Regions from separate parts of the Mus musculus genome. Here region 1 is linked to region 2. A link is a contact called in public promoter capture Hi-C data. All regions are on one chromosome and are shown on one strand. Each heading gives the region's core, a stretch centred on a gene start, on an enhancer-like site or on the middle of the called end of the contact. The rest is flanking DNA. Distances are from core to core; before and after follow the strand shown.

What was found. Promoter capture Hi-C pulls out the DNA fragments that hold promoters and counts their contacts.
Region 1: a promoter capture Hi-C map of pre-B cells shows a contact between it and region 2, with 3 times the contacts expected there. The contact joins the promoter of Trim65 here to the promoter of Nup85 in region 2. A contact is called at or near these places in 5 of 39 promoter capture datasets (the C10 cell line, erythroid cells, liver and 1 more) and 1 of 9 other capture datasets (pancreatic islet).

The regions. Positions count from the first base shown.
Region 1 is chr11:116,127,336-116,133,266 of GRCm38.p6, reverse strand. Trim65 (tripartite motif-containing 65) reads left to right here and starts at 2,139. Exons shown (of 6, transcript NM_178802.4): 1 at 2,139-2,681; 2 at 4,976-5,071; 3 at 5,336-5,569; 4 at 5,652-5,829. The coding sequence starts at 2,262. It overlaps Mrpl38 (mitochondrial ribosomal protein L38), which reads left to right. Exons shown (of 9, transcript NM_024177.3): 7 at 366-524; 8 at 711-847; 9 at 1,137-1,450. The coding sequence ends at 1,273.
Region 2 is chr11:115,560,365-115,566,651 of GRCm38.p6, reverse strand. It overlaps Nup85 (nucleoporin 85), which reads right to left and starts at 2,208. Exons shown (of 19, transcript NM_001002929.4): 1 at 2,090-2,208; 2 at 1,405-1,498; 3 at 1-51. The coding sequence starts at 2,122.

The DNA.
Region 1 (5,931 bases), core at 890-3,389, 570 kb before region 2:
CGAAAAATAAGACAAATATTTCATGTGTTTAAGCGTTTTACATGTGCACCACCTGCATGCCTGTGCCCTGGGAATTGCAGGTGGTTGTGAGCACCACCTGCAGGTTGTGCTGGCAATGGAACCTTGAGTCCCCTGAAAAGTCGTCAGTTCTCTTAGCCACCAAGCCATTTCCCACCCCTCTCAGGTTTCTGAACTACAACTGCCCCATAATCTGTTTGCAGCATGTCCCTGAGGTCGGCTTGTGGTCATCGAATGCAGGAGTGTTCAGGGTCTGGCCCTGGGAGTGACTGCTTCTGGGGCGCAACATTGGGGTTCCCCTGCCACCTTGTTGGCATGGCAACTAATGGGTATTTTCCTCCTACCAGAACCAACATCCCAAGCAACAGAGTGGCTGAAGGACAGGAGACATGTCCCTACCTCCCTCCTTTCCCTGCTCGAGGCTCTGGCTTCCACCGCTTTGCCTTCTTGCTCTTCAAGCAGGACAAGCCAATCAACTTCTCAGAGGACACCCGTCCCTCACCCTGGTAAGCGACACCCCTGTTTGTCCCCTGAGCCTCAAGCCAGCTCTCTGGGATGGTGGCTCTTGCTCTTTCCTGCTCTTGGTGTAGGTCTTGCGCTTGGCAGCAGTCCCGCGTGCTGGGTGCACTCCAGGGGTTTCCCAGGATTGCCTGCCTGCTCCCTCCCCTCACATGCTGCCCATCTCCTCATAGCTACCAGCTGGCCCAGAGGACCTTCCGCACTTTTGATTTCTACAAGAGACACCAGGAAGCCATGACTCCAGCCGGTCTGGCTTTTTTCCAGTGCCGCTGGGATGACTCTGTCACCCACACCTTCCACCAGCTTCTAGGTAAGGGCTTAGTGGTCAGGCAGGCCTGGGGATAAAGACCTTTCCTGCCATGCCAGGAGATGGCCTTTGAAAGCCAGGGTGAGCCGGGCGGTGGTGGCGCATGCCTTTAATCCCAGCACTCGGGAGGCAGAGGCAGGCGGATTTCTGAGTTCCAGGACAGCCAGGGATACACAGAGAAACCCTGTCTCGAAAAACCCAAAAAAGTCCCTGGCAGAACTCCAGCCTCACAGGCAAGGAAGGAGGCCCAGGTCAGCAGAAGTCCACCACTCTCCCCTTACTTTTCTTGCAGACATGCGGGAACCTGTGTTTGAATTTGTACGGCCACCCCCTTACCACCCCAAACAGAAGCGCTTCCCCCACGAGCAGCCCCTACGCTATCTGGACCGATACAGGGACAGTCATGAGCCCACCTATGGAATCTACTGAGAGACTCAGTACATTCATCTCCGAGGGGGAACTGTCGCAGCAGCTGGAAGGTCACACCTCCGGAGAGAGCCATCTGAAGCCAACTGAGACAGTCCCATGCTGGCCTCTCCCAGGACACCCAGGGGCTTGTGGATGTGCCTCGATTCTATGTGAATAAAATACTTTTTTCCTGATGCCAATATGTCTTCACTTTCGGGCACCCAGACCCTTTTAGTGAAGCTTTAGTGCTCTGTGGGTGAGCAGAAGGTGCCCAGCAGCCCGGTAGCTGGGGGTACACATGAAAAGTGAACCTTTGCCCAGCCTGTGATCTTTGTGAAAGACAGCCCCGGGATCAGAACCTCCTCGAGGAGAAAGTCCTGCCCCTGTCAGACCTAGCAACAGATTGCTTGTTACCTTAGCATATTTCAGCCCCCACCAAGGCCTGGAGCCCCCACTGTGAGGCTAGAGGCCTAGAAACAAATCAGTTCTGCCTACTCCATTAGGAGTGATCTCTGATTCATACTGCCTTTGGGGACCCTGGAACTCCCATCTGCTCTGCTCAGCTGTAGAGGAGATGACAGTAGCCTGTCTTAGGGTTTTACTGCTGTGAACAGACACCATGCCCTGGGCCTTTAATCCCAGCACTCAGGAGGCAGAGACAGACGGATTTCTGAGTTCGAGGCCAGCCTGGTCTACAAAGTGAGTTCCAGGACAGCCAGGGCTACACAGAGAAACCCTGTCTCGAAACCCTCCCACCCACTCCTCCCCCCCAAAAAAGAGTCTAGGGAAGGAACACAAATAGTCAGGGTGGACCGGAGGGAGCCGCGCCCCAGCTCCCAGTGCGTCAGAAGGCGGGCAAGCAAGGGTGACTTGGATCCCTGCCAAGGAACGTTCTAGTGCACCAGGCTGCGCACTGCCGCGACTTCCTGGACTGTCTTCCCCAACGTAGTGCTCGCACTGGTAGCCTCGGCCCCTTTAAGAGATCTGAGCACTGGGCCTCGCTTCCGCCATGGCCGCTCAGTTGCTGGAGGAGGACGTGGTGACTTGCTCCATCTGCTTAGGTCGCTACCGGGACCCGGTGACGCTGCCCTGCGGGCACAGCTTCTGCGGGAACTGCATCCAGGATTCATGGCGTTCCTGCGAAAAGTCGTGTCCGGAATGTCGCCAGCCCTTCCCCGAGGGCGCCAAGCTGTCCCGCAACGTGAAGATGAGCACCTTGCTGCAGGCGCTGCCCGTTCTGCCGGCGCCGCCCGCCGTGACTCCGCGCCGGGACTCCGCCACAAGCCACAGCGCTCGCTGCCTGCGCCACGGGAGGCCGCTCGAGTTCTTCTGTCGCACGGAGGGCCTCTGCGTGTGCAGCGCGTGCACGGTGCACGACTGCAGCCACCACGAGCGGGCGCTGCTGGACGTGGAGCGCCGCGTGCGCGAGGTGCGGGAAGGGCCTCTCCGAGGGCCGAAACTGCTTGTGGCCAGGGCCAGGGGCTGCAGCAGGATCTGCGGGTTCCCATATGAACCCAGAGGGCACGTGCACCTGACTGCTGCACGCAGCTCTCCCCAGGTCCTCTGAATAAAGTAGAGCCAGAGTGTTAGGTCAGGGCTGGCAGCCCCATTCGCTAAGGTGGCCAGCATTCAGTAAGTGTGATTTCTGCCCTTCAGAGACTGAAGGATCTACTCAAGGGTCAGATAGAGTCTCAGCAAAACGTGAATGTAGAGTCAGCAGGGCCAGTCTGCATGGTGGTCGTGACTCTTCCTCTAGGGATGTGCAGTGCCTTTCCAAGCTGAGACAGGGTGATGATGTCATCAGATTTCTGCTTTCTGGAGTCTGAGCCCCAGCTGGGGTGTGGAGGGGGTAAGAGATGAGGGGTAAGAGGAAGGAGGTCTCAGCTGCAAAACAAAAGAAATGAGAAGTGAGTGGGAGCCCGGTGCCCAGTGGAGAGAGTAAGACGCAGGACAAGGGTTTCTTCGGGAGACCGGGCTGCTGTGTGCTGAGGTTGGGTAGAGAGTAGCTGGTTTGGGATATGCAGTGTGTGGGGTACACAGACAGGGGTGGGGGCACAGACATCTACTGAGAGCTGGGAAGAGATGCGGACAGTGAAGTGAAAGAAGTCGCTATGGTATCCCTAGAAGGAGTGGAAATTTGTTGGGCAGGGGATTACATCCTGACAAAGCTGTAGAGATGGCGGCCAGGGCACAAGCAGTTACAGGAGGGAGAGTTCTCCAGGTGCCCCAGGCTGCTGAGAGGTTTTAGTTAAAGGCAAAAGTGACCACGGAATTGGTACCATGGTGGCCTATGTCCTTGCCCATGGCCATCACAGCCAAGAAGTGAGGCTGAGATTACCAGGGATGAGACGGAGGAGATGGAGCGAGAGGACCAGGACTGTAGTGCATGGACCGAGAGGCCGTGGACAGGGAGTGGAGGAGTGACTGGACGGGGACAGGGACAGGGACAGGGATGGGAAGGGAGGGAGCTGAGTGGCTGTGGAAGACTAGCACAGGCAGGCTGAAACCAACGAGGGAAGGAAAGCTGGGTTAAGGATACATGCTTGGGGCATTTTGGTGCTGGTGACAGGGCCAGGGTGAGGTCAAAGGGTGAGTGGCAGAGACTTGAAGGGTGAGCCCTGCAGCTTCTGAAGCCCCAAGGGGTAAGGCTGAGGCACTGCTGCCCCTGACAAGTGTAGGAAAGACCCAGCTGGGTATGGAGGTTAGAGGCTCTCAGCACAGAGGCTCAGGTGGCTCATGCTCCGGGGGACAGAGTTGTGCTCGAGAGGAGAGAGGATGTGAGACCTAGAGTGCTCAAGGGCCAGGGAGGCTGGCACACACAGTGGCAAACAAGAGACCCTGTCTCAAGGTACAGGGTACAGACTGAGATGTCTGAGGTTGCCCCTCTGACCTTCACATGTGCATCTTGGCATGTATGCATGGACCCACACTTACATAAACACAACCCACACACAAACACACATACATTAAAAAAAATAAGTTAGCTGGTGTGGTGATGCATGCCTTTAATTCCATCACTATAGAGGCAGAAGTAGGCGGATCTCTGTAAGTTCAAGATCAGGTTGGTCTATGTGGAAAGTTCCCGGCCAGCCAGGACTACACAGTGAGACCCTGTCTCAAAGCAACAATGAGAAGGGGCCCCAACTCAAAATGGTGTTGGGAGGAGTAAGAACAGGTAGTGAGACTTAGCCAGGTCAAGCATCGACTCCAAGCACCTGAATGGTGTTCCCAGCTCCTATAACAGCACATTTTGGTCTCCAGGGGAAACAGAACTCAACCAAATGATAATAATGTCTTCCCTTTGGGCTCTTAGGAGCTGAACTGATCACTGGTCAGACAACTATGACCAGTCTCCCTTTCTGCCCCCGGTTCTGTAAGCCAGCGTTACCGTTTTCCTTTGGTGCCTGAGTTAGGGATGAGGTTTGGACTGGAGAAGGTAGGAGTTCTGCCCAGGTCACTCAACCTGCAAGACGCAGGAGTGGGACCAGAAGTGGGGTCTTCAACCTAAGACTTCCACATTCCTCATATAGTATCCTGCTCCAGGTAGAGAAAGGACCCTATCCAGGCCTCCCTGGGACTCTGACCTAGTTCTGGGATTTTACAAGGCAGTTACCATCAGGGCCATGAGGAGACTACCCAGCTCCTGTATTGGTGATGGTGGCTTGAAGGTTATAACCAATCCTAATCGTCTTTTGTTGCTTGCCCTCTGGATGGGTGCCACAGGACCAGCTGAGAGCGAGGGTACTGGTTACCCAGCAGCAGGTTGCCCAGGCAGAGACCCAGCTTCAGGAGCTGCAGGAGCAACGCAGTCGGATTGAGGTACTTTACCATGTGCTCGGGTCCGGCCTCACCATCTGGTCCCTGGACTGCAGACAACAGATGTGAGCTGCCTCGAAAGTCCCTCCCAGCACCACAGAGTGGGACGTTGACCAAGAAGCCAGGCCCCATTAGGGAAGAGGCTCCAAGGGTCCTAACTGGCTCTCCATGTCCCCGTGTTCAAGCCAAGTGGGTGATTGAGGGCTTGGCCTGCCATGCCATAGTGTGGAGACTGGCCACCCTGAGGTTCCTCCTGTGTCCATGCAGAGTTCAGCCTGCACCCTGGCCTCGGTGGTCTCCAGGAGATTCAGTAGCCTGCTTCAGGCGCTGGAGAAGCAGCAGGCCTCAACACTGAGTGATATAGAGGTAGCCAAGAAGCAGGCGCTGGGCCAAGTTCTGAATGAGAAACAGCGGCTGACTGACCACCTAAGGGCCCTGTCTCAGTATGATCAGAGTGTCCAGGATCTCCTGGCACAGGCGGATGACTGCATCTTCTTCCAGGTACCAGATATCAGGGCCGCGGGCTAGGGCTTTGCTTCCTCGCCTTGCACATCGCTCACTGCCTCTGTCCCCCGGGGTTCAGGAATTACAGCAGCTCCCTGAGCCCACAGAGTCCCTCGGGCCACTGACCTCTCCACAGTGGAATGAAGAACAGCAGCTGAGCAACGTGAACCAGCTGCTTAGCCCCCTGTGTGAGCTCCTCCTTGAAGAGAAGAGCCTCCCCAAGGTGGCAGCCAAGGCTGCAGATGCTGGCCCTTTGGGTAAGCTGACTTCTCCTTGTCCTCTGCGCCCTCCCCCTCCCCCCACTGCTGGGTAGAAGCCAGCCCGGAGTCAAGGATAAGCGGAGTCCGGGATAGGTGGAG
Region 2 (6,287 bases), core at 959-3,458:
CTTTCCGTATGATGTAGATAAAAGGGCAGCTCGGCACCTTCTCTGATTTGCCTGTAACAAAACAGGAAAAAAAGTAACTCAACATCTACCATTTTCCCCAAAAGAGAAAAACATCCCAGTACTTCTAATTCTCTAATTACAAAGCCCGGCTGAGCCTGGGGCACATGTCCACTTTCTCCACCGGTGGGAATGAGACGGGAGGATTAAAACTCAAGGGAAGACTAGTGCACACAGTCGGCCAAGCAAACCAGGTTTACGCCAAAAGAAAAAAAGATTTGTCTTCATCTGGTCTGTGTAGGCTGAGATTACAATACAAGCAGGCAGCACAACACAGACTTCTTTTTTGGTGATATTGATGATCTAATTAAGGACACTGCCCATGCTAAAGAAGTTATCACTGAGCCACTGAGTGATAGCCTACATCCTTGGTTTTTGAGAATGGGTCTGGCAACATATCCCAGGCAGCTGGGGACTCTCTATTCCCCCCGCCAACTCTTCTGCACAGTAGAAAATCTAAGGTTGCAAGCGAGCGTTGCCTGAACCCAGGACTTTGCCTTCAGCTGAGGCAGTCTAACTCACTTCTTTGGGCTTGTTTTTGTTGGGTTTCTCAAGACAAGATTTCTCTGTGTAGCCCTGGTTGACCTAAAACTCATTCTGTAGATCAGGCAGGCTGTGAACTCACAGAACCACCTGCCTCTCTGTCTCCTGAGTGCTGGGATTAAAAGGTGCGTATCTCCACACCTGGGCTATATGGGTCGTTTCTAAAGGTTAATTATAGGAAGGGGGCTGAAGAGATGGTTTGGCGTCTAAGACAACTGGCTGAAATTTCCTGCCTTTAATCCTAACACTCAGGAAAAAAGAGCAAGTAATTTCTGAGTTCAAAGCCAGCTTGGTCTAAACCAAGTACCAGGACAGCCAGGCTACACGGAGAAACCATCTCAAAAAACCAAAACCAAACAAGAAGTACACAGGCAGCTCTTCCAGAAGACCTAAGTTCAACTCCCAACACCCCATATGGCAACTCACATAAATATAGAGTTCTAGTTCCTAGAATCCAATGATCTCATTTGGCCTCTGCGGCACCAAGCACGGAGTGGTGCACAGTTATGCACGTAGACAAAATGCCCATACACAGACTATAAAATTTAAAAATTACTTAATGTCAAGTGTTGAACCACACACCTCAAGTCCCAGCACTCTGGAAGTCGAGGGAAGAAGATGTAGAATTCAAACCTACACAAAGATTGCACAAAGACAAGCCCACTAGGACTACATAGGGGCAACTTGTCTCAAAATAGCAAAAAAACAAAGTTTCAAAAATAAAAATATTGCCAAATAACTCCAGTTTCCTGCCTCAGAGAGTCAACCAATGTGCCAAGACAGATGTGAAAAAGAACTGCCTACCTGTTTGGTTGAAGGAAGTTTCACACAGAAGCATCTCGCCGGGGCCCCAGTCAAAACACATTTGCTTCTTCTTGGAATTCACACCTGGAATCCACTAGTAAGACATAAGGAGGCACAGGAGCTGTTAGCCCTACAACTGTCCATTCAACTTCCAAGTGTAACTGCGAACACCATACACCAGGCGAACAGCCTAGGTCGTATCCAATGATGCTGTGCACATATTCAGACATATACACACTTAAAAAAACATTTTCTAGGTGCAAGAGGAATAGAATACAACGCGACAGAAACTAGTCTATTGTCTCCCGTGAGAACAAATTATGCATTTATTAAGCCTCGGACTAGGACAGCAGGACAGGGAAAGGCCAACTCATCCCTTGGAGTGACCATGTGGGGCTTACACCAATCTCATTCTAACGCCCAAGGGGGGAAAACTAGAGAAGCAGAAAGGTTATAAAAACAAGGGTGATGCAGTGGGGTTTCCGCGAGCCGGCCAGTATTCACAGGACCTAGGGACCACTATTGCCATAACCTAGTTCCCAGTTAACCTGACATTCGGGATGGTGGCAACTGTGTCCAGGGAAGAAGCGTGCGTCCCGCATGTAGGGAGGCAGCCTGAAATGACCAAAGAAACGTAACCCTCACAGTGCAACAAGCCAAGCCACTCCACTCCGATCGCCCTTACAGTTACTGCGGGCTCGCAGTCGAGCTCCTCCATAGCGCCGTGCCCCCCGCGGCTGGGACCCTGCCGCGCGGCCGCTTCTCTGCGCTCAGGCCTCCCGCTCACAGACAGCTGCCAAAGAGGACCCCCTCCAGGGCGGCTTGCGCAGCGCCTGCAGACCTTAGCGCAACAGATCCCTTCGTCTTAGCCAAACACAGCCCCTTGAAGCCTTTCACACATGTTCCACTATTCTAACCTATACAACACATCATGAAAACGGCTCTAGGGCCCACGGGTCCTCAAGGAATGTTCCCAGTAGATCAGGCGGCGCCACAGACAGTCCCACACTAGGTGAGGGAAAGGTCCCCGGAGATGGCGGGAGAGGCGGTGGCTGGGAGGGTGTGCGCATGCGCAGAAGCGTGCTGGCGCATCTATTTCGATTGGAGAGCTACTCCGTCTCTGTAATCCTACTTTATCTCTTAGCGGTAGTTGTGATCCCTCCCTCCTGGTCTGTTATTAGAATATTCTCAGTCCCTTTTCCGAACTCCGACCAGTATAATGCGCTTATTTTGGAATTAGTCTCGGACACATGACATCCGTAAACAACGGGACTTCAATCTTTTATGTACTGGCAACTTTTCTTTCTTTAGGATTATTCTGAACTATTTCTACCTTAAATTGGTGGTCATACATGACTTGGAAGTAGGGCATAGTAACATAAGCCGGAAGATGCAGCACTTGGGAAGTAGAGACTGAAAAATCGGGAGTTCAGAACCAGCCTTAGCTACATGGCAAGGTTGAGCTCGCATCGGGGCTAACTGAGACCCAGACTCAAAAACCAAACTCCCACAAACTTTAAGGAAATAAAGGAAAACCTTTCTGTCAAATTTTTATCCAAATCCTAATCATCAGTGATTTAGGGAGCTAGAGTGTTGGCTCAGTGGTTAAGAGCATACGCTGTTCTTCCCGGGGAACCTGGATCAATTCAAAGCACTCACATACATGTGGAACAGTCCCAGGCAATCTGATGCCCTCTTCTGGCCTCTGTGGAACCAGGCACACACATGTAGTACACAGACATACACAAAACACCAGTATATATACAATAAAATAAATTTTATAATTAACTTTTTAAAAAAGATTGCATGTATGTGAGTAAACTGTCACTGTCTTCAGACACACCAGAAGAGGTCATCAAATCCCATTACAGATGGTTGGGAGCCACCATGTGGTTGCTGGGAATTGAACTCAGGACCTCTGGAAGAGCAGTCAGTGCTCTTAACTGCTGAGCCATCTCACCAGCCCTTAGTCTGTCTGTCTTTATTTTTTTGTTTGTTTGTTGGTTGGGTTTTTTTTTTTCTGTTTTGTGTGTGTGTGTGTGTGTGTGTGTGTGTGTGTGTGTTTGTTTTTCGATACAGGGTTTCTCTGTATAGCCCTATGCCTCCCTAGTGCTGGGTTTAAAGGCGTGTGCCACCACACCCGGCAAGCCCTTAGTTTTTCAAGACAGGGTTTCTCTTTGTAGCTTTGGCTGTCTTTGAACCTAATCTGTAGACCAAGCTGGCCTCAAAGTCAGAGATCTGTCTGCCTCTGCCTCTGGAGTGCTGGGGTTACAGACCTGTGCTACCACCACCCAGTGACAATATTTATTTATTTATTAAAATTATTTATTTTAGGTATGTGAGTACACTGTCTTGAGAACACCAGAAGAGGGCATCAAATTCCTTTACAGATTATTATGAGCCACCATGTGGTTGCTGGGAATTGAACTCAGGACATCTAGAAGAGCAGTCAGTGCTTCTAACTGGTGAGCCATCTCTCCAGCCCCCTTGTTTTTATTTTTCTGTCCGTTGGTTTTTCCTACATGATGTCTGTGTGAGGATGTCAGAAGCCATGGATCTGGAGTTACAGACAGTTGTGAGCTGCCATATGAGTGCTGATGATTGAACCCTGGCCCTTTAGAAGAACAGCCAGTACTCATATGTGTTGAGCTATCTCTCTAGCCTCAAATATGTTTTTTTTATTTTATGTATATGAGTACACTGTAACTATCTTCAGACATACCAAAAGACAGCATCAGGTCCAATTACAGGTGGTTGTGAGCCACCATGTGGTTGCTGGGAATAGAACTCAATTCTCTGAAAGAATAGTCAATGCTCTTAACCACTAAGCTATCTCTCCAGCCCTACCAACAATTTTTTTTTACTGTTTTAACAATTCTTTTTTTATTATTAGATATTTTCTTCATTTACATTTCCAAAGCTATCCCAAACCTCCCCCACACACACCCACTCCCACTTCTTGGCCCTGGCGTTCCCCTGTACTGAGGCATATAAAGTTTGCAAGACCAAGGGGCTTCTCTTTCCAATGATGGCCAACTAGGACATCTTCTGATACATATGCAGCTAGAGACACAAGCTCTGAGGAGTACTGGTTAGTTCATATTTTTGCTCCACCTATAGGGCTGCAGATCCCTTTAGCTCCTTGGGTACTTTCTCTAGCTCCTCCATTGGGGGCCCTGTGAGACATCCAATAGCTGACTGTGATCATCCACTTCTGTGTTTGCTAGGCCACGGCAGTGCCTCACAAGAGACAGTTATATCAGGGTCCTTTCAACAAAATCTTGATGCAATGGTGCCAACAATATTTTTTAAGGAGAAAAGAAAAAAACTTAACATTTTCCCAAGTAAAAGTAGTGATTAAAGCCGGTCATGGTGGCACACACCTTTAATCCCAGCACTCGGGAGGCAGAGGCAGGCAGATTTCTGAGTTCAAGGCCAGCCTGGTCTACAGAGTGAGTTGCCAGGGCTATACAGAGAAACCCTGTCTCGAAAAAAAAAAAAAAAGTAGTGATTAACTGAGCTTGGTAGCTCATGTTTCTAATCCCAGCATTTGGATCTCTGAGGCAGAAGGATAATAAGTTCAAGGCCAGCCTGGGCTATATCACAGACCCTGTCTCCTCAACAAAATGTACCTATGATACCAGTAGCATAATTTGTAACAAAAGATGGTAAGACAACAGTCATTAGCCCAGCCCTCACTATGTAACCCAGACAAGCTTCAAATTCACACTTGTCCTCCTGTCTCAGCCTACAAAACATTTCTTTGTCAGATATGATCTACTATGTCTGACTCTAAAATACTTCTATTTCTCCCCCCCCCCCGGGGGGGGGGAGGTATGTTTGTGTGGATGTGAGTATGTGTGTGGATGTGTGTGTGGATGTATATGTGTTTTTGTGTCTGCTAACCAGTAGTGTGTGAATGTGTGTATACAGGTATTGTTAGCCATTTATTTATAGTAGTGCAGAGGCCAGAGGAAGACATTGGGGTCATACACTATTCATGTCCCTGATTTTTTTTTTTTTTTTTTTGGAGACAGGGTTTCTCTGTATAGCCCTGGCTGTCCTGAAACTCTGTAGACCAGGCTGGCCTCCAACTCAGAAATCCACCTGCCTCTGCCTCTCAAGTGCTGGGATTAAAGGCATGTGCCACCATGCCTGGCCCATGTCTTATTCCCTTGATACATACTCTCTCACTAACAAGGAGCACACATGTAAGTGAGGCTGATATACACTCACACTTGACAATAAACAAACATATGGCTAGAGACTCGACTCAGAGGCTCTTCCTACTTTTACAGAGGACACAAGATCAATTTCCAGCCTCTAGTAGGCAGCTTGCCAGTCTGGAACTCTAGTTTCATGGAATCAGTGGCCTCCACAATACTTAATGTTACACATACATGCTGGCAAACACTCATATATATAAAACATAAATTTTGTTTTTAGTTTTAAAGTAGAGACCTGCCTGCATCAGCCTCCTGCGTGGTGTGTGTGCCATTACCTCCCAACAATTTTTGTTTTGTTTTTTTTGTTTTTTTTGTTTTTTTTTTTTTAAAGATTTATTTATTATATGTAAGTACACTGTAGCTGTCTTCAGATGCACCAGAAGAGGGCATCAGATCTCATTACGGATGGTTGTGAGCCACCATGTGGTTGCTGGGATTTGAACTCAGGACCTTCGGAGGAGCAGTCAGTGCTCTTACCCGCTGAGCCATCTCGCCAGCCCAACAATTTTTGTTTTGTTTTGTTTTTGTTTTGTTTTGTTTTTTTCAAGACAGGGTTTCTCGGTGTAGCCCTGGCTGTCCTGGAACTCACTTTGTAGACCAGGCTGGCCTCGAACTCAGAAATTCACCTGCCTCTGCCTCTCAAGTGCAGGGATTAAA